2 separate regions of the Mus musculus genome follow, and region 1 is linked to region 2. The links are chromatin contacts, called in public Hi-C maps. All regions are on one chromosome and are shown on one strand. The core of a region is the stretch at or near the end of the contact, and the rest is flanking DNA. Distances in the headings are between cores, read along the strand shown.

What was found. Hi-C and Micro-C count contacts between places; a contact is called where the count stands out from the background.
Region 1: a Hi-C map of liver shows a contact between it and region 2, with 2.2 times the contacts expected there. The contact joins two enhancer-like sites. A contact is called at or near these places in 1 of 484 Hi-C or Micro-C datasets (liver), 1 of 115 datasets of contacts at active chromatin or transcription factors (double positive thymocytes) and 3 of 9 other capture datasets (adipose tissue, liver and pancreatic islet).

What each region holds. Positions count from the first base shown.
Region 1 is chr6:108,276,292-108,279,086 of GRCm38.p6, forward strand. The region is part of intron 4 of Itpr1 (inositol 1,4,5-trisphosphate receptor 1); the gene reads left to right. Among named protein-coding and RNA genes, the nearest start is that of Itpr1, 65 kb to the left of the region's middle. Within about 2 kb of position 1,495, at least 25 of the 459 cell types and tissues checked have an H3K27ac peak or open chromatin away from gene starts, as enhancers often do. A contact at or near this core is called in liver, where this site is marked.
Region 2 is chr6:108,139,625-108,142,403 of GRCm38.p6, forward strand. The region is part of intron 7 of Sumf1 (sulfatase modifying factor 1); the gene reads right to left. It also overlaps the pseudogene Rpl36-ps12. Among named protein-coding and RNA genes, the nearest start is that of Sumf1, 45 kb to the right of the region's middle. Within about 2 kb of position 1,342, at least 8 of the 459 cell types and tissues checked have an H3K27ac peak or open chromatin away from gene starts, as enhancers often do. A contact at or near this core is called in liver, where this site is marked.

The sequences.
Region 1 (2,795 bases), core at 245-2,744, 140 kb after region 2:
ACAGTGAGCATGTCCTAGCTTAAAAGTTTGACGAGTGTGTGAAACCTGTTCAGCCTCATAGTCAGCAATGGATTCTATTCTTGGTAGGAACAGAGGTCCACTGAGCCCAGGGTTTCTCTGTGACTGTGGAAGTGGGATGTATCCCCCTTTGTTTGCTGTTGTATGCATGTCTGTGGGGGTGTTGGCTGGTATGTGTTTATGTGTTTGCATGTATGTGTGTGTGTGTGTGTGTGTGTACATGGGTGTTACTTTAACTATATGTGCACTCCTGCATGTGGAAGCCTGAGACTAATACCAGGCATCTTCCTCCATCACTAATTTATTCATTGAGGCAGGGTTTCTCGGTTGAACTTAAAGTCTGAAAATACAGCTAATCTAGCTAACCAACTGGCCCTGGGGATCCCTTTTCTTCCTCTGAGCCCTGAATTTCAGGTGGGTTGTTATGCCCACCTGGCAATCGTAAGTAAGTGGTCATGTAAGTGTGGTCTTTGCTTTCCTCACATTTGCGTCCTCCGGCTTTAGGGTGTTCTTCATACTGAGATAAATGGGCACCATGTTTGCCACATTCCAGGTGCTCTAAGGTTTGGGAAGAAGAATGTTGCCCACTTACAGGTCTGGTCACTGCATCTCTTTTAAGATGAGTCTGGTGTCATAAGCATTAACTCTATTGATAAATTTGGTGAGGCTTGGATCAATGAATAATTCTCGTGTCAGCTGAATGCAGGCAGTGTTTTGGAGCTGATCTACAGTGATGCAATCAGTGGGAGATTGGGGGAGGGGCAGGGGAAGAGGAGGAGGTGGTGAGAACAGGATGCTGATTAAACAGTAAGTTCTTGTGTTCCTGTTTGTGGCTTGCTGACTTGGATTGCCTGTGTTTATGAATGATAGGATAAACATGTTTCTGATGACAATCCAGAGAGGGAGCAAAAATGGCAGCAAAACAAGGAACTGTTGCTCATGCATCAACTGGTAAGCAGCGCTCCTCGGTAGCAGCGCATGGCAGTCTTGTGGGCGTTGGGAAGGAGGGAAGGAAGAGTCTGTTACTGAGAGCACGGTCCGGGATGGAGCTGTACCCACGCAAAGTATACCCACCATCTGGCCTGGGCTGTGCTTCCGAAACAATGGCCCACGGCTTATAGAGTCTGATAAATCCTGAGCCGAATGGCAGCATCGAGTTTTTAGTGTATTTAGTTATAGAATGCACTGGTCCTGTTAGGGAGAATGGTGGCAGTTACAGGAATTGCTGAATCCTAGTATCCCTAAGATGTGTGAGCCACCTTAAGCAGGTCTAAGTTAGGGGACTTAGCCAAGACAGACAGCTAGTTAGTATGGAGACAGGACTACGGCCTTTGAGAGACATCTGATGATCATGCTTAGCAGTTTGCTGTCTACCTTTCTCAAAGATCTCCTGCCCATCTGAAGGCTGATAGGAATCAGCCTAAGAGCACAGTTTTAGGAGTTTTCTTGCCCCGTAATGACTCTTCTGGACCTTGCTCTTGACACGACAGTACTTCTCGGCCTTCCCCGTCTCTCTTGGAGTTGGTATCTGTATCTACACGTTTACTACCTAGCTCTTTTTAAGTGTTGCAGATTATTCGTTTTATAGTATAATTATGCCAGAGTGGAATTGTCTACACTCGGTGGTATATATACATTTAAGTTATTCATTTATTACTGTTAGGAGTAGTATTACTAAGTTACTAAGCAAAAAATTGTACAGCTCTTCTCTTCATGTGCTTTGCTTTTCTAAAGGCTGGATAAATATTAACTTTTTTTTTTTAATTGCATCATGATCTTTGTTGGTCTTACAGGAAAATAAGTTGAGTCAGGGAAGAAGTTAACGAATTACCTAATGTCCCATAAGCATGCTGTTAGGATTTCAAGCCAGGCTGATTTCAGCACTGTCACTGTGCCCTGAGCATTGTGCTGCATTTGAGCAGTCACAGCCTTCCCCTAGCTCTTTGTTCACTCGTCCAAGTGCTGATATGCCGGGTGAGTGGCACAGCCATGGAGTTACCAAAGCTTTGTTTTCCTAATACAGTTTTAAAAAAAATGAACTCTGTTTTGTCAATTCGAGTTCTTAGGAAAAGAGTTGAGAGAAATTTACAGTGTTTTCTCATTGACTCCGTGCCCCACAACACCTATGCAGTTTCCTGTTGTGCTGACACCATCTACCAGAGTGGCGGACCATTAGGATAGATGAATGACATCATTGTTACTCGAAGCTCATAGTGTGAGTATTTCACCCTGGACACGATGTATAGTAAGTGGTGTTGGGCATATTTGTGATAGTGTGTCCACTATTGCAGCATCTCACAGAAGAGTTGAACTGTTGTGACAGCCCCTCTGCTCTTGCTGTCTAGCCTCCCAAGTCCCTGACTCTTGGAAACCATCAGTCTTTGAACTGTTTCTATGTTGTTATTTCCCACCAGGAAGAGACATGTAGTTAGGATAACAATGCTTCTTCCACATTGACTTTTTTTCAGTTACTAATACACTTTTTAATTTCCTCTTTATCTCTTCCTGGCTTGATAGGTCATTTCCGTTTTAGCACTGAGTAATACTTTGGAGAGACCCAAATCTCTATCCTTATCTCTATCACTCTCTGAAGACATACAGGATGCATTCAAGTTTTGCCAGTTGTAAATAAAGCTGCTATAGACACCCATAAGCAGGTTTTGTGTGGAGATGTTTTCAGCACCTTTGGGTAAACACTTAGAAACATCAAGATGGCTTCTGTTGAAAATCGTCTTCAACGGTGTACTCCTTACTTAGTGCATCCAGCCTCTTGTCAG
Region 2 (2,779 bases), core at 92-2,591:
TCAGGTGCACTCGAGTTAATATGCATTCCATTGTTGCCGAGTTAGAAAAACACAAATCACTCTGGATAGTTCCAAGACTAGAACTCTCGCTGGGAGCACGGCAGGAGGACAGATAGCTGTCTGACCCAGACCAGACATGATATACACTCCTAAAATTGCAGCAGAGGCTGAAGGATTTCTGTTTAAGGCCAGTCTGAGCTACAGAATAAGATCCTGTCCCATGTTGCAGAACAAACAAGCAAACAAGCAGCCTGTTTAGATACAACTGTGTTTCTCTTAGAACCAGAAGGATACTATAAATCATACTATCCCATCACATCACCAGCGACATAGCATCATGGTAGCCATAGTGATGCAGCAAGCATAGGAAATCAGAACATTAAATAATCGCTTACCTTTTCTTAGGTCTACATTTTTTTTTGAATGCACTATATAATGGCACAGATGATATGGGGCCCAGATGTAAGCAAATGAGAAAGAAAAAATACAAATAAATTTTTTTTTTTTTGTAGGAACCATCTTTTATTGGGGGAGGGTTCATCAATCCTTCTTGGCCGCTGCCTTCCTCATGGCTGCCAGCACGTTGCTCAGCTCCTCCCGCTTTCTCTTGGCGCGGATGTGCGTGCCCACCCTCTTCTTGATGAACTTGAGTGCGCGCTTGTCCTTGGACACTTTGAGCAACTCCATGGCTCGCCGCTCGTAGGGTGCGAAGTCGCACACCTCCCGGATCATGTCCCGCACGAACTTGGTGTGTTTGGTGAGGCGCCCGCGTCGCCGGCTGTGTCTCGGCTTACTGACGTTTTTCGTCACCTTGTGGCCCTTGTTGAGGCCTACGGCCATGGGGTAGCGCAGAGCCATGGCTGATGCTCTCCGATGGCGGCCGGGCAACAAATAAATTTTTTAACTTGAATATTTTATGTAGTTAAGATATATCAAAGTGGGCTGGCGAGATAGCTCAGTGGTTAAGTGCGCCGACTGCTTTTCCAAAGATCCTGAGTTCAAATCCCAGCAACTACATGGTGGCTCACCACTATCAGTAACGAAATCTGATGCCCTCTTCTGGAGTGTCTGAAGACAGCTACAGTGTACTTACACATAACAAATAAATAAATCTTTATTTAAAAAAAAAAAAAAAAGATACATCAAAGCAAATGTCCACACTTTGGGTTGTCTTTATGGGTGCTCTATGGACTGAGAGATGGGCAGATGCACACACAAAAAAAGCAAACTGAACTGATCCTCATGGCACGTGGCCAAATATCTCATTTACTCTTAGAACTTTGTGTACAAAGTATGCCAGGCTGTTTCTACAGACTGCTTTGCCATAGATGACAGCTCAATAAAATAAAAACTAATGATTAACTTTTGCTCTGTAGAAGCCACTGAATAAGAAAAAGATATGTCCTGAATAACCTGTGCATGAGGAAAGTTGACTTTTCCCCCAGCTCTCCAATGCAGTTTTTAAAACTATTTGCTATAAGCCAGTTCTGGGGCTAGCATGAGCACGGGGCACTAAAGAGGTCAGGTTCTGAGATAAAATGTTTACATAGGCACTCGGGGTCAAAACTCTCCATGAAGATGTCTATTTCTAACTTTGCTTTTGACCCACCTGGAATTTGGACAGCGACTTGAGTGTTCCAGGTCTAAATGTCTGGAACTGGCATTACTGTGAAATTAATGGTTATACTCCAGGTTCTGTGCCAAGCACTAATGATACATAAGCCATTAGGGAAGAAAGGCAAACAAGTTAGGCCCTCACAGAAAAATAGGAATTGGTCAAGTCAGGTGAGCCTCCACAGCTGTAAGAATCACAGAGCCCAAATCCCAGGAAAATCCCCTAGGGATCTGCTGATTCAAATGGCAGCAGATGCTGAATACCTTTCAACCCATTCACAGCCTAAGAAAACAAAATTTGGAGTTCAGAGCCCTCCAAGGAGTCTCCATGGTGAATCCATCCCCTAGTCTCTCAGTTGGTACCCTGAAGAGTCAAGGAGAACTGGCAATGGGCTTGAGAGGGACGAAAGCTCAGCTTCATACACTTCAGATCCTAACTGGTTAGGCTGATGTGACACAAAGACAAAGGTAAAGACTCTAGAGAAAGACTGCACCAGCTAGAACTCAAAACCTCACCTCGGTTTCCCACAAGATATGTCTGGAATTCAGCCAGAAATAACTATGTCCATATGAAAACAAGACATGGCCGAACATCAAGAACAAGAGATAGCCAGATGTTTCTTACCCTGTGTCCAGACTGCAAACTGCCGACTGTGGGGCAGAGAGACAGGTCACCAGTTATGCTCTACCCTCGTCCAGAGCGCAGGGGCTTGAGTCCCAGCACTCACATAACTTTCAGCAGTCTCTACCTCCAGTTCCAGGTGATCTGATGCCCCCTTCTGACCTCCATGTGCACAACTCACACACTTGGTGCACATACATACATGCAGGTACAGTACTTGCACATACAGAATAAGAGTAAAAAATACTTTAAATGACTGAAAACCACAGTAAAAGAGCAGTAAACACTAACCAGGGCAGTGAAGTGTCAAACACTGACAACACCAAGTGCTGATAAAAACAACTCTTGCTCTTTTATCCTCTTTCTTTGATTAAAAAGAGAGAAAAACAGCTACAGAGGTTCCAATTATCTTATTTCTTTCTGTATTTCTCTGGGCTCATGTAACATTTCATAGTTAAAGGTTTTAAAAGGAACTGAAAGTTGTGTCTGAAGAAGAGATCAGCAAAGACCAAACCATTTTTTGGCTTTCAGAGTCATATTTAT